2 separate regions of the Mus musculus genome follow, and region 1 is linked to region 2. A link is a contact called in public targeted proximity ligation data. All regions are on one chromosome and are shown on one strand. The core of a region is the stretch at or near the end of the contact, and the rest is flanking DNA. Distances in the headings are between cores, read along the strand shown.

Evidence for each region.
Region 1: a targeted proximity ligation map of pancreatic cancer cells shows a contact between it and region 2. A contact is called at or near these places in 4 of 39 promoter capture datasets (the C10 cell line, cranial neural crest, embryonic stem cells and 1 more), 1 of 484 Hi-C or Micro-C datasets (pre-B cells), 3 of 130 datasets of targeted methods (embryonic stem cells, memory CD8 T cells and pancreatic cancer cells) and 3 of 9 other capture datasets (embryonic stem cells, liver and pancreatic islet).

The regions. Positions count from the first base shown.
Region 1 is chr19:4,226,259-4,233,573 of GRCm38.p6, forward strand. Pold4 (polymerase (DNA-directed), delta 4) reads left to right here and starts at 5,635. Exons shown (of 4, transcript NM_027196.4): 1 at 5,635-5,930; 2 at 6,205-6,294; 3 at 6,490-6,601; 4 at 6,956-7,315. The coding sequence starts at 5,834. The coding sequence ends at 6,980. Gm45928 (predicted gene, 45928) reads left to right here. Exons shown (of 4, transcript NR_132309.2): 2 at 6,205-6,294; 3 at 6,490-6,601; 4 at 6,956-7,315. All of the region lies in intron 2 of LOC102631992 (a long non-coding RNA gene), which reads right to left.
Region 2 is chr19:3,902,756-3,909,997 of GRCm38.p6, forward strand. Tcirg1 (T cell, immune regulator 1, ATPase, H+ transporting, lysosomal V0 protein A3) reads right to left here and starts at 4,378. Exons shown (of 20, transcript NM_001136091.2): 1 at 4,264-4,378; 2 at 1,830-1,950; 3 at 1,462-1,540; 4 at 754-974; 5 at 585-673; 6 at 291-417; 7 at 127-209. The coding sequence starts at 1,946. Ndufs8 (NADH:ubiquinone oxidoreductase core subunit S8) reads right to left here. Exons shown (of 7, transcript NM_001271443.1): 6 at 6,398-6,526; 7 at 6,108-6,319. The coding sequence ends at 6,188.

The DNA.
Region 1 (7,315 bases), core at 4,385-6,884, 320 kb after region 2:
ATCTTTTGCATAAAGGCACAGGGTGAGATTCAGTACTGTTCTCAGAGGACAGGAAGGTTTTAGATAGGCAGAGATGGGTCAGGGCACAGGTGAATCTCCTTTTCAGTCAGACGGTATTTGGGGGGCAGGCTCCAGGATTGCTCAGCCACACATCCAGATAATGTTTTAGCATAATGCCTGACACAGTGAAATCCTTGGTAGTTTGATTTAAAGTGATGCAAAGACTGTCCAAGGGGGCTGGTGAGATGACTCAGCGGTTAAGAGCGTCAACTGCTCTTCCAAAGGTTCTGAGTTCAAATCCCAGCAACCACATGGTGGCTCACAACCATCCGTAACGAAATCTGATGCCGTCTTCTGGAGTGTCTGAAGACAGCTACAGTGTACTTACATATAATAAAGAAATAAATATTAAAAAAAAAGACTGTCCAAAAGGAGAGTTTTGAGAGGTTTAGAAGCTGAGAGCAGCTGACCCGGAATCTCAAGCTCTGGAGAACTGAGAGGAGAAAACAGGAAACACACAAGCTTGGGCAGTTAGGAACCACAGGCAACTGCTTTGTGTTTGGGTATAGGGAGCTATGTAGACCAGGCTCACTTAAAACCCACAGTGATCCTCCTGCTTCAGTGTCCTATGTGCCGGTATTATGTGTACGTCACCATGCACACCCCACAGGAGCCTGTGACATAGCAGGTGAGAGGCAGACACCACATGGTGAGTCCAAGAAAGACACGGTGTGAGGCGAGAAGTGAAGATGTGTCCTGTGTGCTGTGGCAAAGGCGGGGTCAAGGGAGGCTTAGCATTTGTCTGTTTTAAACAGAAGGGATCTAAGCGTGTTATTGCCAAGTGTGGAGGTGGAAGCCGAAGAGTGGAGGGTTTGGGGTACTGAAGAGATAAAGAGAGAATCCAAAAGCTGGCTGGGCAGACACAGGGAAGGCCAGGTGGTTGCTGACACATCTTCCGTATGGATCCCATTGGTGGCATTTCTTAGCAACCCAGGACAGACATTCCCACCAGATGCTCTGTAGGACACACAGACATTCCCACCAGATGCGCTGTAGGACAAAGTGCTGACACTCCAGTCACCGTGGTGGGGAATAACTAGTGGGTATGTCAAAAACCCAAGCGGTGCTGCACTTCTGTAAGCCCAATACTTGGGAGATGAAGGCAAGAAGATCAGGAGTTCAAGGCCAGCCTTGGTTTACATAGTAAGTTCTAAGTCTTGAGATAGTCAAGAGACTGTCTCAAAAACACAAATCAGAAATGAAAAAGAAAAAGGCTAGAGCCCTGAAGTGCTCTCTGAGCCCGTTCTCACCTGTGGCTGCCCTGTAAGGCCCCGCCCTCACTTTCTGTGAATTCGGTGCTCCACACATGAAGCAGCTCTTCAATCCATTTCCTGCCATTGTTCCTCCTAGTGTCTACTCTGCTTGTAGTGTGTGGCACAATGGCTCCCAACTGCTCAACAATCGCTTTCTATGACCTAGGGTCCCCCACCTCTTGACTTTGCTTGTCTTGCTGATCCTCAGTATTGGAGAATGCCCTCTCGTCACTCAGCCTCAGCCACTTGCCTAGGTCTCCAGAAGTCCTGTGTCCTTAGGGAGAAAGGAGAGAGAATAGAGATGAGAGGGGCTGACTTCCCCCTTGTCCTCCCCAGAGAGCTCAGTGTATTAGAAACCTGCACCTAGGAGAGAAGGCAGCTCCCTGGAGGTGAGATCCAGTTCTGAGGAGGCTCTAAATCGAGGCAAATCACCATACCTCACCAGAGAATGAGGAAGCAGCGGGGACTCAGGGACCCTCTCAGCAGCAAGGGAACTCACTCAAACACTCATCTTACACAAGCACATTCACCAGTCACCACGGCCACAGCCGGCAAAATGGGGAGGCACAGGGCGGGTCTTTGCTTCCCTTAGCCTAGAGCACACAGGCTAGCGATTCAGGGGAGACGGCACAGTCTGATGGCAGTCCCTCTGAGTCCTCCCTTCTAGGGAGCCTTAATTGTCCCTGCCTTTGTCCTCTCCATTCCTGAGCTCCCTGACTCAGGCTGGTACCCAAATTTCCTAGAGGGAAAAACACTTGCCAGCAGACTAGTACCAATGACACAGAGGAGGTGACTGTGACAGAGCTGTGGATCTGACCCTTCAGGGTCCCTAGCCTGGCCAGTTCAGAGAGAACTTGGAGGTACCTCCCCAACTTGCCTCCAGGATATGGCTCTATGGACTAACTAGGACCTCTTTCCTGCTGGATAAAGTCTGACACCTGGTGGCCAGAGTGAGGAATGACCAGCAGGGCACTTTGCAAATCTCCAGAACTTCTGAACTGTTGGTCCCAGTGAAAGGGGAGCTGACTAGCGGAGCTGGTGGGGAAAGTTCCTAGGCAAGGCAGAATAGACACTAGGGACCCAGAGAAACCTTCCTATTTTTTCACCCTTTAAATCCAGGAAACTCAGAACCTACTAGGCTAAGGTGCTGGGTCTGAGAGGGAAGAGAGGGGCTAGGAGGAGACCCTGAAGGAATATGGCAAAAATGAAGGCTGGGGAAAAGATGAAGGCTGGATGGGCAAGATGTTTTGGGGTGTCCACCTGGGTGCACAAAATCCCCTAAACTGGACTGAATTTCAGCTCAGAATGAGTAGCAGGGCCTGAGTGGGGGAGTTGCTAAGGAGAGAGAAAGAAATGGGAGAGACCTCACATCCCATTGAACTCATGCAGCTGCTGCCCTCCCTCACTTTTACCTGCCCCATCTTTTCAGCTCTAACTGGCTCTGTCCATATGACCCATCTCAAACTGAAGGCGAGGGACTTTCAGGATGTATATTTGTGAAGAGTGCTGACCCCACCCAGAACTGTCACACTGAGTAAAGCTAAGATGAACCTGCTCCCACAGGAGCCGCGCGCAGTGAGTCTCAGCCCCAGGGAGTCCCAGGTCTAGGTTTCTGTTCAGGTTGTTTGTTCTCCTGGTCTTCACAGGACTTTGACCTTGAACCTAATAAGGCTTAGGGTATTTGCAAAGTATAAGTTAACTCCATCCACTTCTATCACCAGCTTCTGGAATCAGTGCTGACCAAAGACACTTCGTATACAAGACAGAATTGAGCCACTAACTTAGACCACCAGTTTGGTCTCCACTCTGAGAACTCTGCATCAAGCAAAGTGTTCTAGGCAGGAAGGAAAATGATGAGGTTAGAGAAGAAAGTAGGAAAACACCCAAAGATAGGAGACCAAGTCAGTGCCCTAACCACCTTAGAGACACGTCGGATACTGAGCAGCCAGGATGATCCATCTTATTGCTCACCTGGAGAGGACAGCATGCTTCCTAGGGAGAGCTCCACCCCCACACACCTCCCCCACCAGAAGGCTAGTGCTAGGGTCCCTGCACTGAAGCAGAGCACTCCAGATCCCTTAGGGGCTGAGGGAACCTAAAGCCCCTGGGAGGTATCTTTCCAGTCAGTGTTGGAGAAGCTACCTGGACCTGAGCCAGGCAGATCTGGGGTGGGGGCTGAAGGGAGGGCAGGTAGGGATGGCTCAGCCAAGATCCACAGAGCAGGTCAGGGTGTCAGGAGCTGCCAAAGGAGACAAGCGACTAGGCGCAGGCAGTGGAGGGAGCTGCTGTGGCCGCCCAGCGGCACACCCCATTTCACGCTCCCTGGGCGGTGGCAGGCCCCACGGCTATCAGCTTTCAGGGGTGGGAGGGACCAGGAATGAGGAGGGGTCTGCCCCACCCAGGCTTCCCTGCTCCCTCAGGGCTTTGTGGACTCAGGAAGTGGGTGCCACATACCTTTGGGAACAGCCCCAGAATATCTGAGGCCTTCTTAGGGAGGAGTGGTGGTCAGTCCCACGGAGCCTAGGAGCTACCCACTATAGAGCCTCACTAGACCTAATGCCTGTGCCTTTCCCTGCCTAGTAGAGAATTCTCCCTGTCCCCCTTCCCAACTCTGTAGGGTCTCTTCTCCCAGATGTCCAGGAGACAGATGGAGGGATCAGACCTGAGCCACCCCAAACAATGGGTCCCAGAAAGGCCTTCCAGGTCTTTGCAGTGTGCCTGCAGCTCCTTCTTCTTCAAGAAGCTAATGGGGGAAGGCTAGCAAGAGGAGGTCCCTGGAGACACAACCTTCTGCCCACCACTGGTGGGTTTCTCTTTGGAGGGGTCCTCTTCTCTGCCTCCACACACACGGGAGGCCAGCCGAGTGCTTCCTAAGCCAGATCACAGAGCTTCCAAAAAGGAGGGCAAAGGCCTCCAACCAGCCATCCTTGCACCCCTGGAAGGAAGAACCGGATGGGCTCTCCAGAGGGTGATTAGTGCTGGGTCAGTCCAAGTGCTGGTTCCCAGACTCCCACGGGCCAGCATTTTCACCCGCTGCCAGGAAGTTGGTGAGGGGGAGGTGGTAGTAGGGGTGAGTCAGTGATGACAGGAGCCCCAAAACAAAGGTCATGGGTAGAGAATTGAGAGACGCTGTTTACAGCAATTACCTCCTGAGGTCTTCTCCCAATGCCTACCATTCTCCTCCAGCTCTAAGGCATTCGTGCTCCTGCTCTCCTGTCCAGGACTAACGACTGTGTATGTCCCTCTCTCTACCGCGCAAGCCTGGGAGCTTCTGCCGCACACGGGAAGCTAGTTAGTTACACAGTAGCTGTTACTAAGAGCACTTCTGCAGCACACGGGAAGCTAGTTAGTTACACAGTAGCTGTTACTAAGAGCACTTCTGCAGCACACGGGAAGCTAGTTAGTTACACAGTAGCTGTTACTAAGAGCACTTCTGCAGCACACGGGAAGCTAGTTAGTTACACAGTAGCTGTTACTAAGAGCACTGATCACAATTTGCCTACACTTCCCACTTGCAAAAAAACTCTTTTGATATCTATTTTGAGTTAGCATGTGGGAGATGCTTAGAACTCGGCACATGGAAAGTCCAATATGAGGGTTGGGTTTATTGAAATTATTTTCTGCTCATGATACACATTCAGAAAAAAACAAAAACAAAAAAACAGAGCAGATCTGTCAGTTAAGAACTGGGGATATGAACCCATGGAGAATGGAGACTATACTTCTGGCGTCCTGCTTGGAATGGAATCTTCCTGACTAGCAAAGTGGACAGAGGCAGGCTGTGGGACTTGACAGCGGCCACAGCAACCGCATGCCTGGGCTGGGTGGACAGTGGCTCTGCCAGCAGACTGTGAGAAAGGAGCCTTCTGAGCTCATGAGTTTCTCCAGCAAGGTCTCCTGGGGCCAGTAAGAGCAGCAGGGAAGGACCTGGACTAGTCCAAACTCTCTTTGGACCTACAGATCTGATCCCACAGCGCTCTAGGGCCAACCGGCAGGAGAAAAAGGTTCTCAGGGGACTTAAAAACTGGCCATGGGGATTAGTGAGGCTGAAAAGAACATTTGCCTAGGAAGGAAAAACGGGAAGTGAGAGGCCGAGGATAACTCTCTATATGTCCCAAGGGACCCAAGTGGACCAATGAGAAACCCGAGGAGGTGGTGAAGTCTGGGGCATCTTGACAGGTTCTTGGTTCCGCCTAACCCCTCCTCACTCGAAACGCAGCAGCAGCTACCCCGCCCCCCGTCTTCTGCCGATTGCCATTGGCTAGAATTAAGGTCCCGCCCCGCAAAGGCCGTTTGCCATTTGCTTAGGTCTCTGATGTTTGCGTGCTTGTGGGGGCGGAAGACAGGCGTCATTCCCTGGAACCTAGGGACTTCCTCTCTCTGCTTGTCTGGGTCAACTTGTCTGTCCATTGCTGGCCCATCTCTCTCTGGCCCCCTCTCTCACTCTCAGCAGCTGTCTCTCACAGGCCCGCTGCCCTGCCTTTTCTTTGCCTCCTGCTCCGCCTGCCTGGGTGGCCGCCATGGGTCGGAAGCGGTTCATCACTGACTCCTATCCTGTTGTGAAGAAGAGGGAGGGGCCCCCTGGGCACAGCAAGGGAGAGCTGGCACCCGAGCTAGGTCTCTAAAATGTGGGGGTGGCAGGAAGAGTGGACATGAAGTGACCAGAAAGGACTCTGTGTGTGTGTGTGTGTGTGTGTGTGTGTGTGTGTGTGTGTGTGTGTGTTGGCTAAAAAGGGAAGCTAGCATGTCTCGCACTTCCGATGAGCTGTCTGTCTGCTGGATGGCAAAGGCAAATGGGTGGGGAGATTGCCAGGATATAGAGTCACAGCTCTAAGTCCAGGGTAGGGCAAAGGCCTGGATGTGCCTGAGGAGCCACCACATGTTATTGCAGGGGAAGACACCCAGTCCCTCAGCCAGGAGGAAACAGAGCTGGAGCTGCTGAGGCAGTTTGACCTGGCCTGGCAGTATGGGCCTTGTACAGGTGAGCACCCCATTTCCAGTCCCTCCCATCAGGCACATCTCTGAATCAGTTCTGTTATCAATGTGTCTCAAAAGTAATCCTGCCTAGCTCTTGGACACTGTCTCCTGAAACTGACTATGGAGGCTCAAGAAACTGCCGTCCATGTCCACTATCCTGGATTCTCCTGCCTATCCTGTCTTCTTTTCCTGATGGCAGGTATCACAAGGCTGCAGCGCTGGAGTCGGGCAGAGCAGATGGGCTTGAAGCCCCCCCTAGAGGTGTACCAAGTGTTGAAGGCACACCCTGAAGACCCTCACTTCCAATGCAGGTCAGGATAGGCTGGGACAGCTTTCAGGGGAACCAGGGACTTCTCCAGGAGCTGCCACCCTCTTGGTCTACGTAGGGGCTACCTTGACTTGGAGAAGTGGGAACAGACTTAGACGGTCCTTCCTGTCAAGCAAGAAGAGTCTGGCTCGAGATAGATCTCGATAATGATCCTTACCTCTATGAGCTGATGGTGGGGGACGGGTATATCTAGGGCCCATGGAGCTATCCATGAGTCCTGAGGTGTTCACCAGAGCCACAGGATTGTAGGCAGTAAGTAAGTAAGAACTAGAGACAGTCCATCAAGGAACAGAACTGATGTGGCTATGACTTCCTTCTCCCACCCTGTCTTCCACAGCCTGTGGCATCTCTACCCACTCTGAGGTACCCCCACGTTGTCCTTCTCTGGGCACCTCCTAGCCACCAAGAACTTCAGGACAGACATCATGGCCTGCTCTGCTCATTCCAACCTTGGAGAAACAGCAGGCTGACTGTGGAGGTCTTCCTGGTTCAGCTTCTTCTCCATCTAAACAGCAGGCTGCTGAAGCTCCTGGGACCTGTGAAGCTGAGCACCTCCACGCCCTAATCATGACCACCAGATGCCCACCCGCCACACCCCTGACCTACGGTGTGGCAAATCCAGCACAGGCTGGCATAAACCAGATGTCGGCAGATAACCTAAAGGGCCCACCTTGGGCATCTAGCTGAGGGCACAGAT
Region 2 (7,242 bases), core at 3,128-5,627:
GGGAGTCACCAGGTAGAGCTGGGGGCAGGACAAACTCGGCTGAAGGTGTTATCAGGGGCCTGGGCCACACAGGACCAGTCGACTGGACACCTCCCGCGGCCGAGTGACCATGCACTCGTGGCTCACCAGTCTGTGATCTTTCGGATCTTCTGTCCGATCTGCTCACCCCAGTAGGAGATGACAAAGGTCATCCAAGTTGCAGGCTCACCCTGTGAAAGCCAGGTTCGGTTAGTCTCTGGAGCCCTGGCTCCTCCCTGACGGCCCCCACCCTGGCCCCCCTGCAAACTCACCGTCACTGGGTCCTCCAGCTGCCCCTCAGTCTCCCGAAAGCTGGCAATGAGGAAGCCGCGGCAAGCTCTCCACAGCAGGCGCTCCAGGGCCGCAGCCTTGTAGGGCTCCACAGCACCTGCCACAAAACTGCCAACAGGGCTGGAGGCGGGCTGCAGCCTCCTCCCAACTCACCTCACAGGAAGCACTCGTGGGGAACCCCCAAACACAACATACAGAGACTCAGGGGCCATCGGGTCCCCTTCTTTGGCCAGTGCCTTAAGGCTGTCCAGAAAAGACAAACTGCCCCGACTCACTTGACCTTCAGGTCTGAATGTGGCCCCCGGGTGCCTGGAAGCAGGGGTGTTGTCTCAGAGAAGGGTCCTTCAGTATGGTCAGCTGCCACCTAGGCACCAAGAGACATTGTGAGCCCCAGCCGTGGCATATATATCTCCAGGCCCCATCCCTGCCCTGGCTGGGGCTGACCGGCGGGCTGTGGCTCTGGCCCAGCACAGCCGAGTGAAGCCGCAGCTGGTGCAGCTGGGCCCGCAGTGCCTGCTGATTGCCACGAACATCCCGAAGCTCCTGGGCCAAGCGATCCGTTTCCTCCTGGATGCGCAGCAGGTCTCGGGGAGGTGGTGCTGGCAGTGTCCCCTCAGGTGGGGCCAGCGTCAGACCTGCCCGCTGCACTTCTTCCCGCAAGAAGGCTAGACACAGAAAGGGGCGGTGGGGTTAGGGGAAGTCACACAGGGTTATGCCAGCTCATGTCTATTGTTAGCCAGGGGCTGCAGACATGTAGGGAGATCCCTAATGCGCACCAAAGGCCATGACTAATCTGCTGAGTCAGATCTCCAGAAAAATCCCGGGCTAAACTGTTTAGAAGCAGCCGCTCTGTTCCCCCTGTTTTGCCCTCATCTCTGACCTAAGAAAGGCCTTTCTAGCCCTCCACCCCAGCGTCTGCCCACCCCAGTCCATCTAGGCAGAAAGCTTAATAGAGTTGTGGCTCATACTCCAAGGCAGTCCTACCTATCGTCCTTGGCTCCACCCACCCAGAGCCAAGGATGTCCTGCGGATGCCAGCAGCCCCGCCCACACCTCCCTTCTCTGCCTTTCACCTGGGTAACGGGGGCACTTCCCTTCAGACCAAGCTTGCCTAGCGCTCATTCCATGGGATGTGAATCTGGGTCCAACTTACTAAACGTCTTCTCCAGTTCCTCGCAGCGCCGGACGTCTACCACGAAGCGTCTCTGGAAGGCGCTCACGGATTCGTTGAGCTGTGATGGATACATATACGGGTCAGAATCTCTGGGAGGGGATCAGGAGGTCACTGCTCTGGGATCCAGGTCTGAAGCACCTCCTCCAAAAAGTTGCTTGGTGCCCAATTAGCCTGAACGGACTAGTTGGAGCAGACTCAACCGCGTGCCAGAAAAGGCACGAGTAAGCATGGGAAGGGCGCCGGTGCTGGAAGGGAGGGCTGGGATGCTCCTGTGGCAGGCCAGGGGTAATCACACGGCCTTTCCTGATGTGGGTTACCCGCCCAGGCCTCTGTCCCACCCCACTTACGTCTCTGAACTCCACGAGGCCCAGCTCACCAAGCTGGCTCACACAGTTGTAAGCAGACCCTGTGGGCAACAGGAGCTGGACCAAGGCCACCTCTTCACTCCGGAACATAGAGCCCATGATCCTTAGGGCAGGCAAAAAAAAAAAAAAAAAAGGTGGTTAGGAGCTAGTTCCAGGCAGGCATCCATACACCTGTTCCCATTCATCGGACAGATGGAAAAACTGAGGCCAGGAAAGAAGTAATGGGTACCGAGGTTAACAGAAAGTCAGTAGCAAGAGAAAGCATGGGCCGGGCAGTGGTAGCGCACGCCTTTGATTCCAGCACTTGAGAGCCAGAGGCAGGCGGATTTCTAAATTCAAGGCCAGCCTGGTCTACAGAGTGAGTTCCAGGACAGCCAGGACTGCACAGAGAAACCCTGTCTCGAACTCCCCCCCCCCCAAAAAAAAAGAAAAAAAAAAAAGCATGGAGCAGCCCAGTGACCCCAAAGCCTACCACCGTAGGCTGTCTTTAAGCTGGCCTTCCTTCTGCTGCCTTCTTGCTTCTAGCCCAGCAGCTCCCAGACACCCTGGCTCCAGCAGTGTTTTCAGCACTGGATCACCTCTCTGTCTGCCCCCCACTTGAGACCCAGCTTAGCCCTGAGACCCTAGGCTGTGACAACTGACACCAAATGCCTCTGAGCTGTCTAGCCTGCTTCCTTATACATGCAGAGGGTGGGGGTGGAACTCCCTCTAAGTTCCCTGGAGCTGAAATCCTGAAGGGGAGGATTGGCTGGGGGTTGCCTTTGGCTGCCCGCAACATTGCCTGTGGGGCTGGGAAAAGTCTTGGTGTTGAAACTGGGAAAGTGAAACCATGAAACAATGGGCGGGAAGCTCTGGTGGCCTCCCTCTAACCCCAGCAGGCACACACTTCCTGGCTGGAAAGCAAACGGACTCTTCAACTGCCCTGCAGATGCCCAGCCAAAAGCCAACACTCTCCCTGGGGCCACTGCCTGCTCCTTGGTAGCTACTGCTCTTCAGGTTCAGGATCTTGGGGACACCGTTTCCTCAGCTCTTAAACTGGCGTTGAGGGCTGGAGGTCACAAGTGGGGACACACATCGAGAGGAACTTCAGATACTAATGGGCCCAGCTTACTGCCTGGGTCTGCCCAGCAGACCACTTCCTCCCTAGGTCTGGTTTACTTAAGGGGAAACCACAGTCCTGTCCCCAGCTTGGGAAAGGAAAGAATTCAGATGGTAGTCAAGGGCTTCAGAAGAGCCAGGCCCTGCACAGGCAGGGGTGAGCAGGGAGGGCTGGGTGCACAGAGCCAGGGACTAAGTCTCTAGGGTCCTCCCCAAATTGTAAGCAGCTATGTGACACTGGGTAAGTCACTTGCCCTCTCTGGGCCTGTTTCCTCTTTGATTGAATTGGCCACCCCTGGCAGGAAAGATGTGAGTGAGGAGATAAACGAAAAATCAGACTCCCCACATCTTACTTCTTTCTATAAACACCCCTTCCCCCCAATTCCTAGTGGACAACCCAGCCTTACGATTTTTTTGTTTGTCCGTTTTTCAAGAAAGGATTTCTCTGTGTAGCCTTGACTGTCCTGGAACTGGCTCTGGGGATCAGACTGGCCTTGAACTCAGAGATCAGCCCACCTCTGCCTCCTGAGTGCTGGGATTAAAGGCTTGTGCTACCACCACTCCTCCTATCCTGGCCTTAATTTATAAATGGGCCAACCCAGGTGGAGTAAGGTGAAGTCTAAGGTCACATGGCCAACTAGAACCACACCACAGAGGGGTCTGTCCCAGACAGAGGGACGCTGCTCTGACTTGGCACATCCTGCCTAGTCCCAGCGCCATAACCACCAGCACTCGGGTGCTCCAGCCAAGGGATGCTAGACATGTACATGCAAGACAAACGGAAGTTCCCCCATGCTCCCTGCAGACAGTCCACATTACATACCTTGATTTTGTTACTAGGTCCTGTCCTGTAATCTGCGAGCTAGACCCACACACACCACTCGCGATCTGGCCTTCCCCTGAGGCCCCGGTGTTCTGCCTTACTCCTGCACCCCCTTTCCTAGTCTTCCTTCAACCCCTGCCTTTTCTCCCAGACCCTGCTCTTCGGAGGATGAGGAGAGGGGCTGGAGTCTGCCTTGAGCCCGGCCACTTCCTAGTAGGATGGCTTCCGTTTCCTCATCTGTAGAATGGGTCCCTCGTTCAGAGCCAGACGCAGCAGGGGCCTCCATGAGCTCAGGCTCTGAAGTTTCCCGGAGCTAGCAACCTATCCTCTGCTTCTCCTTGCGGCCTGCCTGCATCCCAGACTGCCTGACACGGTCGCGTGGCCTCTGAGTTGCCTCCACCCGGAGTCGGGCAGGGCGCCTGGACCCTTGTCCAGGCGGAGGAAGAAGCAGTTGGTAGGCAGGGCTGGGGTTCCTCAGTTTAGCAGGACACTCACCCAGGTGGACTCTTCGCTCAACTTCGGCTTAGGATCTGAGCCCGCCCTCCGGCCAGTGCAGCTCACTCCAGCTTCGAAATACCGGAGTGGGTGTGGCCTGTGACGGCCTGCCCACTGCCCGCCCTGTCCCGCCCCCCACTGAGTTCGGGCGCGGGGTGGGGGTGGGGGTGAGGGCGGTGTCTGGACGCCCCGGAATCGTTTAATCCCGGGAATCGGGAGATAACCGACAAAAAAATCCCGATAATCGGGAGATGACAGGTAGGACCTTAAGGATAGGCCACCTTCACCTTCCTAGTACGTACAATCTGCTTCAAGCTACTTCGCTATTGTGCAAGATCGGCTGCTACCCAACCTCACCCAGCTCAGACTATGCTGGGTAAGGGTGGGCCCACGCTATGGGCCCCTCTCCACTGGCAGCAGGGTGTTGGTTGGGCCAGTCTCTGCGGAGGAACTTGACCCAGGAGCCTGGAGACTCCAGAAGTGCCTCAACCTCCTTCCTAGCCCTTGAGGTATGGAAACTGGGATTCAGGACCATTCAGCTGCCTGTACTTTGGACAGGCTGGACTGTACCCAATGGGGACCAGAGGGACAAGGGGCCCCTCAGCTGTGCTGACCCTTGAGCCCCATTCAATAAACAAGGGCTCTAATGTGTGGGGGGAGTATAGAATGGAAGCCTAAGGCAACCTGAAAACTGAGTCGAAGTGGGTAGGTATCCCCAGAAAACAGGTATGACATGGGTCTGAGGTGACTTGGTGAGGACCCTCACACAAGTGTACCAGGGGGCACAAGCCAGTGCTCTTCACTGTGGGGGAACAGACAACAGACGGGCCATAAAGCTGTAGTTGTGAATACAGTAGAAGTGTACATAAGAATAGGAGAACCAAGCTAGCAGCAGTCCCGTCCCCCCCCCCACACACACAATGTGTGTGTGCCCACACAGGGTCGGGGTAGAGGTGAGGGCGGTGTCTGAAACGGTAACAAGTATAACACCCACACTTGGGAGGAGTCAGAGAACTTAGTGGGCAAAGGGGATGTAGTAGCCAGAGGCAAGGCCAGCTCAGAGGCAGCAGGACCTATGTCATTCCCTTGTGACTGTCACCCCCTAGCAAGCTTCCTGTTCCCCAAAGGACACCCTGACCTTAGGGATGTTGGGTGCAAGTGTGCGGCTACACTCCCCGTGCAGGCACCCATGGAGGCCTGAGGTGAGCAGCAGGAATTTTCCTCAGTTGGCCACCTGTTGCACTCAGTTTTTGAGCCAGTCTCTCTCACTGAACCTGAAACTTGCCATTTTGATTAAGTTTGGCTAGCCAGGGACTCTGGGATCCACTTGACTCCATCCTCCAGCAGAGGGTCACAGACATGTGGCCACACTAAGCTTTTCTGTGCAATCTCAGGATAAGAATAACTCATTTACTCAGCCTCCTTCCTACTCAGCCTCCTCCTGAGGCTCTTGATGGACTCAAGCAGAGCCTGGAAAGGATCCAAGTCCAAACTGTAGCGATGGACAGCCAAGAAAACAGAAGACCTGGACCTCACCTCTCAGACACCCAACACCAATGGGGACAACAGGCCCCTGGTGACCTGCACTGCCAGGCTGTGGGAAAAAGCCCAGATGTGTGATACGGTTCTGGGTAGTATTGCCGATCACAAAGAGGCCTGGTAGGCCTGTGCACCATAGAGGATGGCTGGGTTCTGCATTTGCTAGACTTTGGGGCAGGTGAGTGGCTGGAACCCACTGAGAGAGCGATGCAGCAGGCCATGCACACCTGGTCTGGCTGGAGCAAACCAGATGCCCCTGGCTGCGTGGGGTAGATTCTGCCCTAGAAATGGAACAACACAACAGGTAGCTGTGGGATCATAGTTTCTTTATGGGCTAAAGGGGCCACAAGGCTGAGCCAGGTGGCCAAGGTCACCAGTGGTCTGGTCACCGGTACAGGTAGTCAGCCTGGATGTTGGCAGCGATCTCGGCCTCCCACTTGTCTCCATTGTTGAGTAGCTTCTCCTTGTTGTACAGCAACTCCTCGTGTGTCTCGGTGGAGAACTCGAAGTTGGGGCCCTGTGGGAAGGTGGACAGTGAGCAGGGCGAACCCTTCTCAGGAGCCTCAGTGCGAGCCACTTCACCCAGCCCGCTCACCTCCACAATGGCATCAACAGGGCAGGCTTCCTGGCAGAAACCACAGTAGATACACTTGGTCATGTCGATGTCATAGCGTGTCGTTCGGCGGCTGCCATCGGCTCTTGGCTCAGCCTCAATGGTGATGGCCTGAAGGAGTGGCCACAGGTCACTGTCATAATGGCAGACCCCTCCTGAATCTGCCCATCACAGTTCAAACTGACCCCTGGAAGTCTGCATGGATGCCTGGTTTCCTCAGCCCTCCAAAGGAGCCACCGCTCACGTGGCCCCATTAGTCTCTGCCAGGTGACCCTCCTGTCCCACAAGGAAAAGATTATGATCTGCTCTGCTCCCTGAAAAGGTGTGGCCCTAAGAGGGCCCCTGGATAGTAAGTACCCAATTACTGTCATGTTGAACAACTTTGCTAACGATCCCCATTTGTTGGAGAAACTTAAGAGAGATTGAAAGATTTCCTGAATTCACATAGCAATGAGGGACACAGACCGAATTTTAAGGTATATTCTTAACTATCAGTTTCTGAGGGGACAGCTATATGCCAGCTAAGGGTAAGAAGGGATGGCCTGGAAACTACAGGCCAGGAGGACCTTTAAGGAACTTGATACTCCCTAGTGGCAAGTTTGCTACTCACAGTAGAGCCTCAGGAGGCATACATCTTTCTTTCTTTCGAGACAGAGTTTCTCTGTGTAGCTTGAACTCTGCAGTTCTGGTTGGCCTGGATTAAAGGTATGCACCACCATGTCCAGCAAAGGCACACAGCCTTTTGTGTTTATAACAGTGGGAAGAAAATCTCTCCTGGCTACTCTTACCGTTATAGGGAGAATATGGGGAAGGAGCCTAGCCTGTCT